Regions from separate parts of the Mus musculus genome. Here region 2 is linked to region 1. A link is a contact called in public HiChIP or PLAC-seq data. All regions are on one chromosome and are shown on one strand. Each heading gives the region's core, a stretch centred on a gene start, on an enhancer-like site or on the middle of the called end of the contact. The rest is flanking DNA. Distances are from core to core; before and after follow the strand shown.

Region 1 (5,000 bases), core at 790-3,289:
TTAAAATTTATCATTTGAAATGCACATTAAAATTCCAGGGCCTTTTTTTTTTTTTTTAAAGCCAGAAAAGTTAAAATGGGAAAGGGAAAGACCAAGGCACTGCTAAGAGAATGCCGACAGAACAGTGGTTCTCAGCCCTTATCTCGGAAATACAGACATTATGATTCACAAGAGTAACAAAACTGCACTCGTGAAGTAGCCATGAAAATAATTTCATGGTTGGGGGGCGGGGGGCAGCGGTCACCACAACGTGAGGAACAGTACTAAAGGGGTGCAGCATTAGGAAGGGTGAGAGCCACCACGACGGAAGACCAGAAAGAGGACTGATGTGCCAGCACTTGTCTGGGTTTTACACTGGATGGTGTTTACAGTCTATAACATGGTCTCTGGTGAACGGCCGTCTATGGGTACATAAGCCCTACTCTTGACTTTCCGTCTGTCTTGTCGAATCCCAAAGCGCTCTGGTGCCCAAGAGCCTAAAAGCAGGCAGGCTCTACCTGAGATTCTCAGGCTGCTTCAGGGCTGCTGTGTCAGGGCATCTCATGGACTAGTTACTGCTGACAGTCCCAACCTGTGTGACAGTCACAGGACCACACTGGAGCTGTGGTATGCCCACTGGTAGCAACCTGCACACCGGCCATCTGACTGCTCCTCAGGAAATTATCTAAGTGCCGAGTTCCTTGGCCAGTCCTGGTGGAAGCCAAACTTTCCAGGAGCAGGTTGACACAGAGCTATGGAATGGGGAATGGCCTTTGCAAGGGGAGGGGGGGTTACTGATTAAATTCATATTCTTAGTTCCTTTATTCCCTGGGTGACTAGTGAAGATGTCTTTTAGCCTCTTCTGGAGATGCTATAACAAACTAGAACTGGAAAAGGGCCTTCGCATATATATATATATATATATATATATACACACACACACACACATATATATACACACACATATATATATATACACACACATACACATACATACACACACACATATACACACACATGTATATATATATACATATATACGTGTATATATATGCATATATGTGTATGTGTATATATATGTGTATATATGTGTGTATGAATGTATGTATGTGCTACATGTCTGTATATATGTATGTACAAACATATATGTATGTATATATGCATGCATGTACATGTGTATGTATCATGAAGACCAGCCTTGTCATACTGTCTATTTCAGTTTTCTTCTTTTCATTTTTCAAGAGTGTTCTTCCATTTACTCCTAATGTGTTATATCCGTTTCCACAACTGCCTACAGCATTTAGTAAAGAGAAATGTTGCCTCTGAAATATACACATATTTAACTATTTATTTAACTAATCTAATAGTTCAGAGGACAACTGATAGACTTGAAGGGCCTTAAGTCCATCTCTCTGCCATTATCCATGCTGGAGATATAAAGGCATGCATGTATGACTGCAGAAAATGCCAATGCAGTACCCGAAATCATTTAATAATGATTTTCAACTATCTAATCCATTATCCATAAAGCCAACCATGAGAAGATGGGGGGAGGGGAACCTTGGTTTCTCATTTCTATTTCAACCAAGACTAACCTAATGAACTATTTAAAAGTCATATAATCTTATAACTTCACAATGACTGTTTATATCCTTGCTAGAAAACTTTCTTGAACGATAAAACGGTCTTTGGAGATTTTTGTTTGTTTTTGAGCCCTGTTATGTAGCCCAGGCCAGCCTTGAACTCACTGGGATTACAGGTGTATGCCATCACCTCTGGCTGTACAAACTAAGTTCTTACGAAAGGGTACTTTTTCCTCAACAATAAATGTTAAACATTTATCTTTGAAATGGGAGAGGACTCCTGGGCAATATAAAAAAGAAAATGTCTTAAGAATAAATTTTGACACTTAGAAACATCAGGTTAAAATACAATCCAGTGACTTAAAAAAAGAATAAATGTCTGTAACAAACTTTTTGGCAAGGTTCCTGCCATAATGAAAGCGCGTTCGTTGCCTGGCCCAAGTGAGCTGCTGAGCTCTCCGTGGGCGCAAACAGAGATCCAGGGATATTTGCATAATGAGGAAGCACATAATAGCAGAAAATTACTCTCAACAGTTCCAAGTGAGAGAATAAATTGAGGAAATCAATTTAACCCACAGCCCGCAGGTTTCTAAAAGCACACACAGAGGGAGCCATCCGGTGCTACAGTGCAGGAGAAAGCCCACTTCAAAACAATTTAGCAATCACAGAAAGCCTAATTTGGATTCTTAGAAGAAAAAAAATGATAAATCACAGGGGACTTCCTGTGTCCTGATGAGGTCAGGACACCAGCAGCTCTATCTTCAGGGGCTGTGACATCCTTCAGGCCGGGCTGGGCTTCTCAGTGGGTTGGCTACTGTTCCGGCTGCACCTTAGATGCTTCTGTTTTCCTATTTGAGCTTTTTGTTCCCTTAAAAACTCCAATTAAGCCAATATATAGTTTCCCCTCATGTCTTCTTTCAAGCTCCTCAGCGGGGGGGTGGGGAGAGACCTTGTTTGTATTTTCCTAACGATGCATAATTGGAATATTAAAGTGAAAGCCATTTTTAAAAAATTTTATATCATCTTAAATCCTCGTCAGTGAAAATGCTACATATTTTAGGCAGATATTTTCCAAAATATCCTTTCATTTCAAACCATCAGTTTTCTGTCAAATTCTTAACGTTCTATTGAACTTATTAAGAGAAATCAAGAATAAGAATCCTTGTGCCATCTTTTTCTACTACCATATACACTTCTCTATTTCACTCCATTTCTTTATTTACTGTGTGAGTGTGTGGAGGTCAAAGGACACCTTGCAGGAGTTGGTTCTCTCCTTTTACCCATGTAGGGATCGAACTTAGGTTGTGCAGGTCGGAGGCAAGTGCCTTCTCCCACTGAGCCATCCTGCCAGCTCAGGATTTTAGATTTTATTTTTTTCTTTTTTCTCATTCTGTAGCCAAGGCTGGCTTGGAACGTACCATGTAACCCAGCTGGCCTCAAACTCACGACAAAATTCCTTCTCAGCCTCTAGAGCACTGAGGTCACAGCCGTGAGCCACCCTGCTGGTTTACCATGTTTAAGAAATTAGGATATGGTTCTGTTAACCATGACAAGCTAAGTGATCTACAATTGGCTGTTTAAGAATCTCTTCATAGTTAATAAATTGTAATAAATTTAGAAATTCAAGTAGGGAGAGACTCAATGCCATACTTTAATACACCTTTTATCTTTTCTGATTTGTTTTTAAAGGCAGGGTCTCACTCCACCCCTTGGCTGTCCTATAACCCCCTGGGGATACCGGGGCACCCTTCACTTGAGATGATCCTTCTTCCACAGGCTCGTGCCACCCTGACCAGCTCTCTGTATTTTCTCGTCCTCTGTATTATCTGGCAGGGTAACGCTAAGGCTCTCCCTTCCTGCTGACGTGTTTTGTTGCTGCGTAGCGCTCTCTATGGCTCTGCACTCAATGGCGTCGTACCTGACAACAGGACGTTCCCTTCACTGGGCTGTACCTGCTGCTGGCCTCTTCCCTTCCTGTGCTGCTCCTGAACTGAATCACTGATTATAAGAAAAGGCAGTTTACTTATTCCTCTCTGGGAACTTTCCGGCTTTCCCTCCTGGGGTTCTAGTTTGCAGCTGTCCTTCACTGCCTCCTCCCCGATCGAGTCGCGTCGTTCACTGCGGGCTGTGTATTCTTTTTAAACGTAGCTACCTTTTATTTGTAATTGTATGTTTGAAGTTTGAAAACTTCTCCCTCCAAGGAACAACGGCTGACGCACACAGATTCATACATGTATAAATAGGAATCTCATCTTTAAAAAGCTATTCAGACAGGAAATTATTAAAAGTATAAAATGTCAATCATACTTTATGACATTAGGAGACATACGTTTCCAACACCTTAACAGATGATATAAAAATAGCTATACTACTGCTTTCGGAACTGTGCGGTGGGAAGGAAAAATAAGGGGGCAGAGAGAAAAGACAAAAGAAAGGGTTAAAAAGAAAAAAGTAGAAAGGATTTTAAGAAACTCAAGATATACTATGGCTTGTCTTTTGGGGGACTCTGCACAGGTAGTTTTCTCCTTTAATACTTCTATTTAATTTGTGTGCGTGTACGCATGCTATATGTGTGTGGGGGCTGGGAAGTGAGCTCAGGTCTGTGTGCATGTGCACATGCTATAAGTGTGTGGGGGCTGGGAAGTGAGCTCAGGTCTGTGTGCATGTGCACATGCTATAAGTGTGTGGGGGCTGGGAAGTGAGCTCAGGTCTGTGTGCATGTGCACATGCTATAAGTGTGTGGGGGCTGGGAAGTGAGCTCAGGTCTTTGGCAAGAGCAGCAAGGGCTCTCTTAACAGATGAGCATCCCCCCAGCTTTCTGCACATGCAATTTCCTCTGCCCAGCAAACTTCAGTTCCTGGTCCCCTCGTAGCTTCTCACTCAGGAATTTCACTTTGGTGGTTCCTGTTTGATCATCAGTCCAAGCCTAGACAGGCCCTCCTCTAGAGACCTCTGCTGTCTGTGACCTAGAGGCTCTGTTCCCACTGCCTGGAGCCTCACCGGACTCTAGGCTGGCTTCTGCTTCCATGCCTGTGTCCCCGCTCCATGGCCCGTGAGGATGGCAGCCCAGGGCCTGGTCTGGCTTTGCCAGTAAATAAATGAATGAAAGACAGACAGACAGAGTCGTAGAGAAGAAAAGTAGGAAAAGGAGCAGAAAAAGACTCAAGACTCAGGAGGGTCACTGTAATTTGATATTTTTATTCACTGGCTTTGCTGTAGCTCCTTGTGATGGACAGAATAAACATTAGAGGCAAAGTTCCGGAAGAGAGGACCTGCCGGGCAGGACAGCGCCTGCCCGCAGGGACCGGGCCTTTCGCATTTGCTTACCTTTGCTATCCGGCTAGCTGTCTCTTTGCAAAACTGAGTTGGGCTGTCAAAATGCTGGATTAGGTGAGGCAGTAAGCAGAGGATGTTAAGAGGAAAGCCTACGGTGGGGGG
Region 2 (5,362 bases), core at 602-3,101, 340 kb after region 1:
CTTCCCTTCCCTTCCCTTCCCTTCCCTTCCCTTCCCTTCCCTTCCCTTCCCTTCCCTTCCCTTCCCTTTTCTATTCTTTTTCCTTTCTCTCTTCTTCTGCCTTTCCCATGTCTGTCCTCAGCAGTGGTGGAGACATAACCCAGGTCTTAATGCATGCTGGATGAGTGCTTTGTACTGGTAGCACCCCAAGTCCCTTGGTTCGATGGCTAGGAAGAAAAACCACGTGGTACCTCCATGAGACATGCAGTAGGAGGCTGATTTCTCATCCAGGTTCCAGCTTCACAGTGCCAACTATTGCTGCACCTGACCTGGGATGGTTGTGGGATACCAGGGAGACAGATGTTAGTCATTGCAGACCAGGAACTGATCCCTTTCTCTGGTAGTGTGGATATTTTCATAAACCAAATGAGCCTGAACTGCCATGGTGGTAGTGGAGGAGGTGGTGGAGGTGGAGGAGGTGGTGGAGGTGGAGCAGGTGGTGGAGGTGGAGGTGGAGGTGGAGGAGGTGGGGATGGAGGAGGTGGAGGTGGAGGAGGTGGTGGAGGTGGAGGGGGTGGGAGTGGAGGTGGAGGTAGAGGAGGTGGAGGTGGAGGAGGTGGAGGTGGAGGTGGAGGTGGAGGAGGTGGTGGAGGTGGAGGTGGAGGAGGTGGTGGAAGTGGAGGTAGAGGTGGAGGGGGTGGGAGTGGAGGTGGAGGTAGAGGAGGTGGAGGTGGAGGAGGTGGAGGAGGTGGAGGTGGAGGAGGTGGAGGTGGAGGTGGAGGAGGTGATGGAGGAGGTGGTGGAGGTGGAGCAGGTGGAGGAGGAGGTGGAGGAGGTGGAGGTGGAGGAGGTGGTGGAGGTGGAGCAGGTGGAGGAGGAGGTGGAGGAGGTGGAGGTGGAGGAGGTGGTGGAGGTGGAGCAGATGGAGGAGGAGGTGGAGGAGGTGGAGGTGGAGGTGGAGGAGGTGGTGGAGGTGGAGATGGAGGTGATGGAGGAGGTGGAGGAGGAGGTGGTGGAGGAGGTGGAGGTGGATGGTTCTTCTCAGCACACCTCTTTAAGGAAGAGCTTTTCTTATTCTCACCAGGAGATCAGATCTTTATCACAACAGGCAGTGTTAGGTAATGCCAGAGATCCTCGTTTTACGATAAAACGAAAAACAGTCTCATCGTGTTCTGACTGAACTCCGCGTGGTCATGCTCTATAAAACGAGGGGACAGAGGGGACGAGGAAGCAGCTGGCACGACTGTGAGGGACTTCATTCATTTCCAGGTAATGTAAGAATGTCAATGACAGCTTCAGGGTGGAAAAGAGATCCCACCAAAAAAGTGAGGTGCTAAGGCCTTTGGAATTTAAATATGAGCCAAACCTATTATAAATATGAAAATGGAGGTAGTAGTTGCAATGGCAAGCTGACATCATTGCATGCACACTGTGCAGGCGAGGCTGAGCATGGCTTTATCAGTATCCAAATAACTCATATCCTGTGTGTTGGGTGTAAACATTTTATAATCTCTGTAATTAAAAAGCAATAAGATTGGTGGAGAGCCAGGTAATTAAAACTTCCTATGAGCCCTCTATTGATCATATGATTTCCTAGTAAGGAAATTAGAAGCAGCTTCATAATTAACTCGCTATGGATACATTAACTCAACTCCACATTAAAGGGGCACAGGAGAGCCTCAGGAGCCTCGGGGAACTTTCCCACTGTGCCATGCAGGACCAGACTGGAAACGCAGAACAGTCTAGAGTGGGATGCTGCTCTCTCTGGAGACTGATGGGGGCCGATGATGAAACCCTTCCTTGTATGCCGAGTGCTGGTGTGGAATCTGTAGTTGGGAGAATGCCAACGAGATTACAGAAAGCCTCAAGAAGGCAATTAAAATACTCTCAGGACAGAGCTGTCACTGTTAAGTTGCCAGCCTTGTCTCTAAGACCTCCCCTGCACTAGGCCAAACATCATGGCAGCTTAACAAAAGACCTCCCCCTCCACCCCCCCCAGTATTGTGAGTTCTGTGAACACCACAACCGGCACCACACTGAAGGCCTTAGCTTTTTATCTATTTAAACCTCAAAATAAGTCTCTATAAAGTAGACTTTTGTAGCAGAGATGGATAGCTGCTCACCAAGATCTCCCGTCATCGAAGGACTGCATTTTCCAGACACACCTATGGTGAGCTGCAGTCAGAGTGCTAAAGAAAATGAAGTAAGACAGAAGGCCAATTGCAACAAAAGCAAGTTAGATACTGAAAAAGAAACTAACTTTATAATGGACTAGCAAAGCACTGCACAGACACACACTCTCAATTAGACCTGTGTGGTTTTTGTTTCCAGCATATGAAAACTGCTCTTCCGTTGTCAACTGGACTGGACTCAAGAGCCACCCAGGAAAGTTTACCTCAAGGAGTGTCCACGAGGGTGTTTCCGAGGTTTAAATGGGGAGGGAAGACTCACCCTAAATGTGGGCGGCACTGTCCCCTGGGCTCTACTCCTTTTTTTTAGATTTATTTATTATTATACATAAGTCCACTGTAGTTGTCTTCAGATGCACCAGAAGAAGGCATCAGATCTCATGGATGGTTGTGAGCCACCATGTGGTTGCTGGGATTTGAACTCAGGACCTTCGGAAGAGCAGTCGGTGCTCTTACCACAGTGAGCCATCTCACCAGCCCTGGGGCTCTACTCTTGGACTGAATAGAAAGGAGAAAGGGAGGAAGGTGCCCTTTTGTTTCTTTCTGCTTCCCGACTGTGCATGCAGTATAGCAGGAAGACCTTCCCTGTTGCCAGACCTCTCCTGCCGTCGTGGACTGTACCCTTAACTTCAGATTATCAGCCCTAGTAAACCTTTCCTTCCTTTCTTCAGTTGCTTTTGCCAGGTACAGTGAGAAGTGCAATCAATCCAGAGAGAAACAGGGAGGCACCCAGGCAGGAGAGTGCAGGGTCTGATGTCTTTTCTTCATTTGCTGGCGTTCAGACTGCAGCCTCGCCCAAAACACTTGAAAGTGTTTTGGAGATCCTCACCCTATGTGATTCATGAACTTAGCATCCCGTGGGCAGGGAAGTGCTGCCAGCACACTGACAGTCGGGAAGTTGCCAGTCACAAGTTAATTTTAGAAGTGTCATCTACTCTATGAGAAACTGGATTCACCAACCCACTTCCTTCTCCACCTATATGAACCCCCCCCCCCGTAACCTCTAAGCCACTCTCAGTCACTTTCAATTTGCCTACTCAGAATATTTCTCGTAAACAGGATTGTACAATTTTTTTTTTAATGACTGGCTCCTTTCTCTTAACACAGTGTCTAGAGTGAACTGTGCCATCGTATGTAGCAATACCTTTTCATTGCTGAATGCTGTTCTATTGAATGTAAATAACACTATAATCAGGGCTTATGCATTTGGACTGCTTCTCTTTAGGGCTGTTAGAAGCACTGCTGCTTCAAGCATCTGTGCATGGGGTTTGTACATTGCCCGCCCCCCCCATACCTATACCTTGGAGTGCAATGGTTGGCTCATACAGTACCTCTGTATTTAACTCTTTGAGGAACCGATAGAACGTTTTCCAACATAGCTGCACCACGTTCTGCCCCCTCCAGCACAGTCTTCACATCCTTGTCAACATGTTAGCATCCGATTTTTTAAAAAATAAAAAAATCAGAATTCCATAGTGAGTGTGAAGTGAATTTCTCCTATGTAATTATCTTTAACATTGATGTTCACTGAGCTGCTGTGTATCTTTCTGGTGATGGTGGTGGTGGTGGTGGTGGTGGTGGTGGAATTTCTTTCATTTCTTTTGTTTATCTTAAACATTAGTTGTTGTTGTTTTAACTTTTGCCTTCTAAAGGCTCATATTACTCAGTTTGGCTTTGGACTCGCTACATAGCTGAGAATGACCTTGAAATCCTTGTCCTTCTGCCTCTCCTCCCAAGTGCAGGGATTACAAATGCGTGCTACCACAACCTGCTAATACTTTTAAAATACAGGCAGTACACCAGGAGTCTCATCATATTCAATTGAGGTAAAAGTTGCCATTAAGTTTATCTTCTCAAAGGGCGAAGTCAAATGGCTTTGTGTATTTATTATGTATCTGGCAGCACAGCTAAACTCCAAAATATTTTCTTTTTTCTTTTTTTTTTAAAGATTTATTTATTTATTATTATATGTAAGTACACTGTAGCTGTCTTCAGACACACCAGAAGAGGGAGTCAGATCTTGTTACGGATGGTTGTGAGCCACCATGTGGTTGCTGGGATTTGAACTCTGGACCTTCAGAAGAGCAGTCGGGTGCTCTTACCCACTGAGACATCTCACCAGCCCCCTCCAAAATATTTTCATCACCCCTGTCTTAGGGTTTCCATTGCTGTGAACAGACACCGTGACCAAGGCAAGTCTTACAAAGGACAATATTTAATTGGGGCTGGCTTACAGGTTCAGAGGTTCAGTCCATTATCATCATGGCAGGAAGCATGGCAGTGTCCAGGCAGGCATGGCGCTGGAGGAGGTGCGAATTCTACATTTTGTTCCGAAGGCAACCAGAAGACTGGCATCCTCAGGCAGCTAGGAGGAAGACCTCTTCCGAAATGGGTGGAGCCTGAGCATAGGAGGAGACCTCCAGAGCCCACCTCCACAGTGACAGACACACCTCCTCCAACAAGGCCACACCTCCTAACAGTACCATTCCCTATGGGCCAAGCATATTCAAATTACCACACTCCCTAAAAGAAAAGCCTCACCTATTGAGCAGTTACTTCCTGGTCTCCCCCTTTCCCAGTTACCACCACAGTACTTTCTGCCTTTAAGGGATTCTCTGCTTAGATAGTTCATAAAAGTGAGTCCAGGCAATCACATGTGTCCTGTGATGGGATACTTTCCAGTTAGAGCTTGTACCCGTCACGGCTTCATTTCTTTTTATGACCGAATAACACTCCACCACCCAGCTACGAATCCAGCCAGTCCTGAAGGGGGACTTGAGGCTAACTCTGAGAGCACTCTGGCAGTGGATGACTGCAGAGTTGCAGGGGAGAGAGGTCAGCCTTTGCTTGCCATGTGTTGGCAATTCCCCACGCTGGAACGGAGAGTCGGCTCATTCAAAATCACCGCCCTGGGAGTCAACACTTTTTCAGACCGAGAAGATTATACACCGGAGGAAAACTTGCACTGAGTTGATGGCGGGTTTTCTATGAGATGCCATCTCGGAGTAGGATCATGAGAAGTCAATGGAAGGGCAAAAAAGATCACTCAAGCATCCCTGTCTGCTCTCTAGTCTAAAAGAGCAACCAATACCACCAACACCTTTTCTAAAACTACATCCTATTTTCACTACACTGCCCAAGGACTCCTGCCCATGGCCAGAGGTGGAAGGCCATGTGCTCATTGTATGAGTCTA

What was found. HiChIP or PLAC-seq counts read pairs in DNA pulled down with a chosen protein or histone mark.
Region 2: a contact with region 1 is called in an H3K4me3 HiChIP or PLAC-seq map of embryonic basal ganglia, with 3 times the contacts expected there. The contact joins two enhancer-like sites. A contact is called at or near these places in 3 of 39 promoter capture datasets (embryonic stem cells, hippocampal neurons and liver), 8 of 15 datasets of contacts at CTCF or cohesin (the G1E-ER4 cell line, the NIH/3T3 cell line, embryonic stem cells and 3 more), 59 of 484 Hi-C or Micro-C datasets (the Ba/F3 cell line, the G1E-ER4 cell line, the HL-1 cell line and 29 more), 13 of 115 datasets of contacts at active chromatin or transcription factors (the HPC-7 cell line, Th17 cells, astrocytes and 4 more) and 3 of 9 other capture datasets (adipose tissue, liver and pancreatic islet).

Annotation. Positions count from the first base shown.
Region 1 is chr5:73,059,617-73,064,616 of GRCm38.p6, forward strand. Fryl (FRY like transcription coactivator) reads right to left here. Exons shown (of 63, transcript NM_028194.2): 47 at 4,890-4,987. Among named protein-coding and RNA genes, the nearest start is that of Slc10a4, 55 kb to the left of the region's middle. Within about 2 kb of position 2,040, at least 12 of the 459 cell types and tissues checked have an H3K27ac peak or open chromatin away from gene starts, as enhancers often do. A contact at or near this core is called in embryonic basal ganglia and neural progenitor cells, where this site is marked.
Region 2 is chr5:73,398,525-73,403,886 of GRCm38.p6, forward strand. It overlaps the pseudogene Gm35960. Among named protein-coding and RNA genes, the nearest start is that of Cwh43, 4.9 kb to the right of the region's middle. Within about 2 kb of position 1,852, at least 75 of the 459 cell types and tissues checked have an H3K27ac peak or open chromatin away from gene starts, as enhancers often do. A contact at or near this core is called in embryonic basal ganglia and neural progenitor cells, where this site is marked.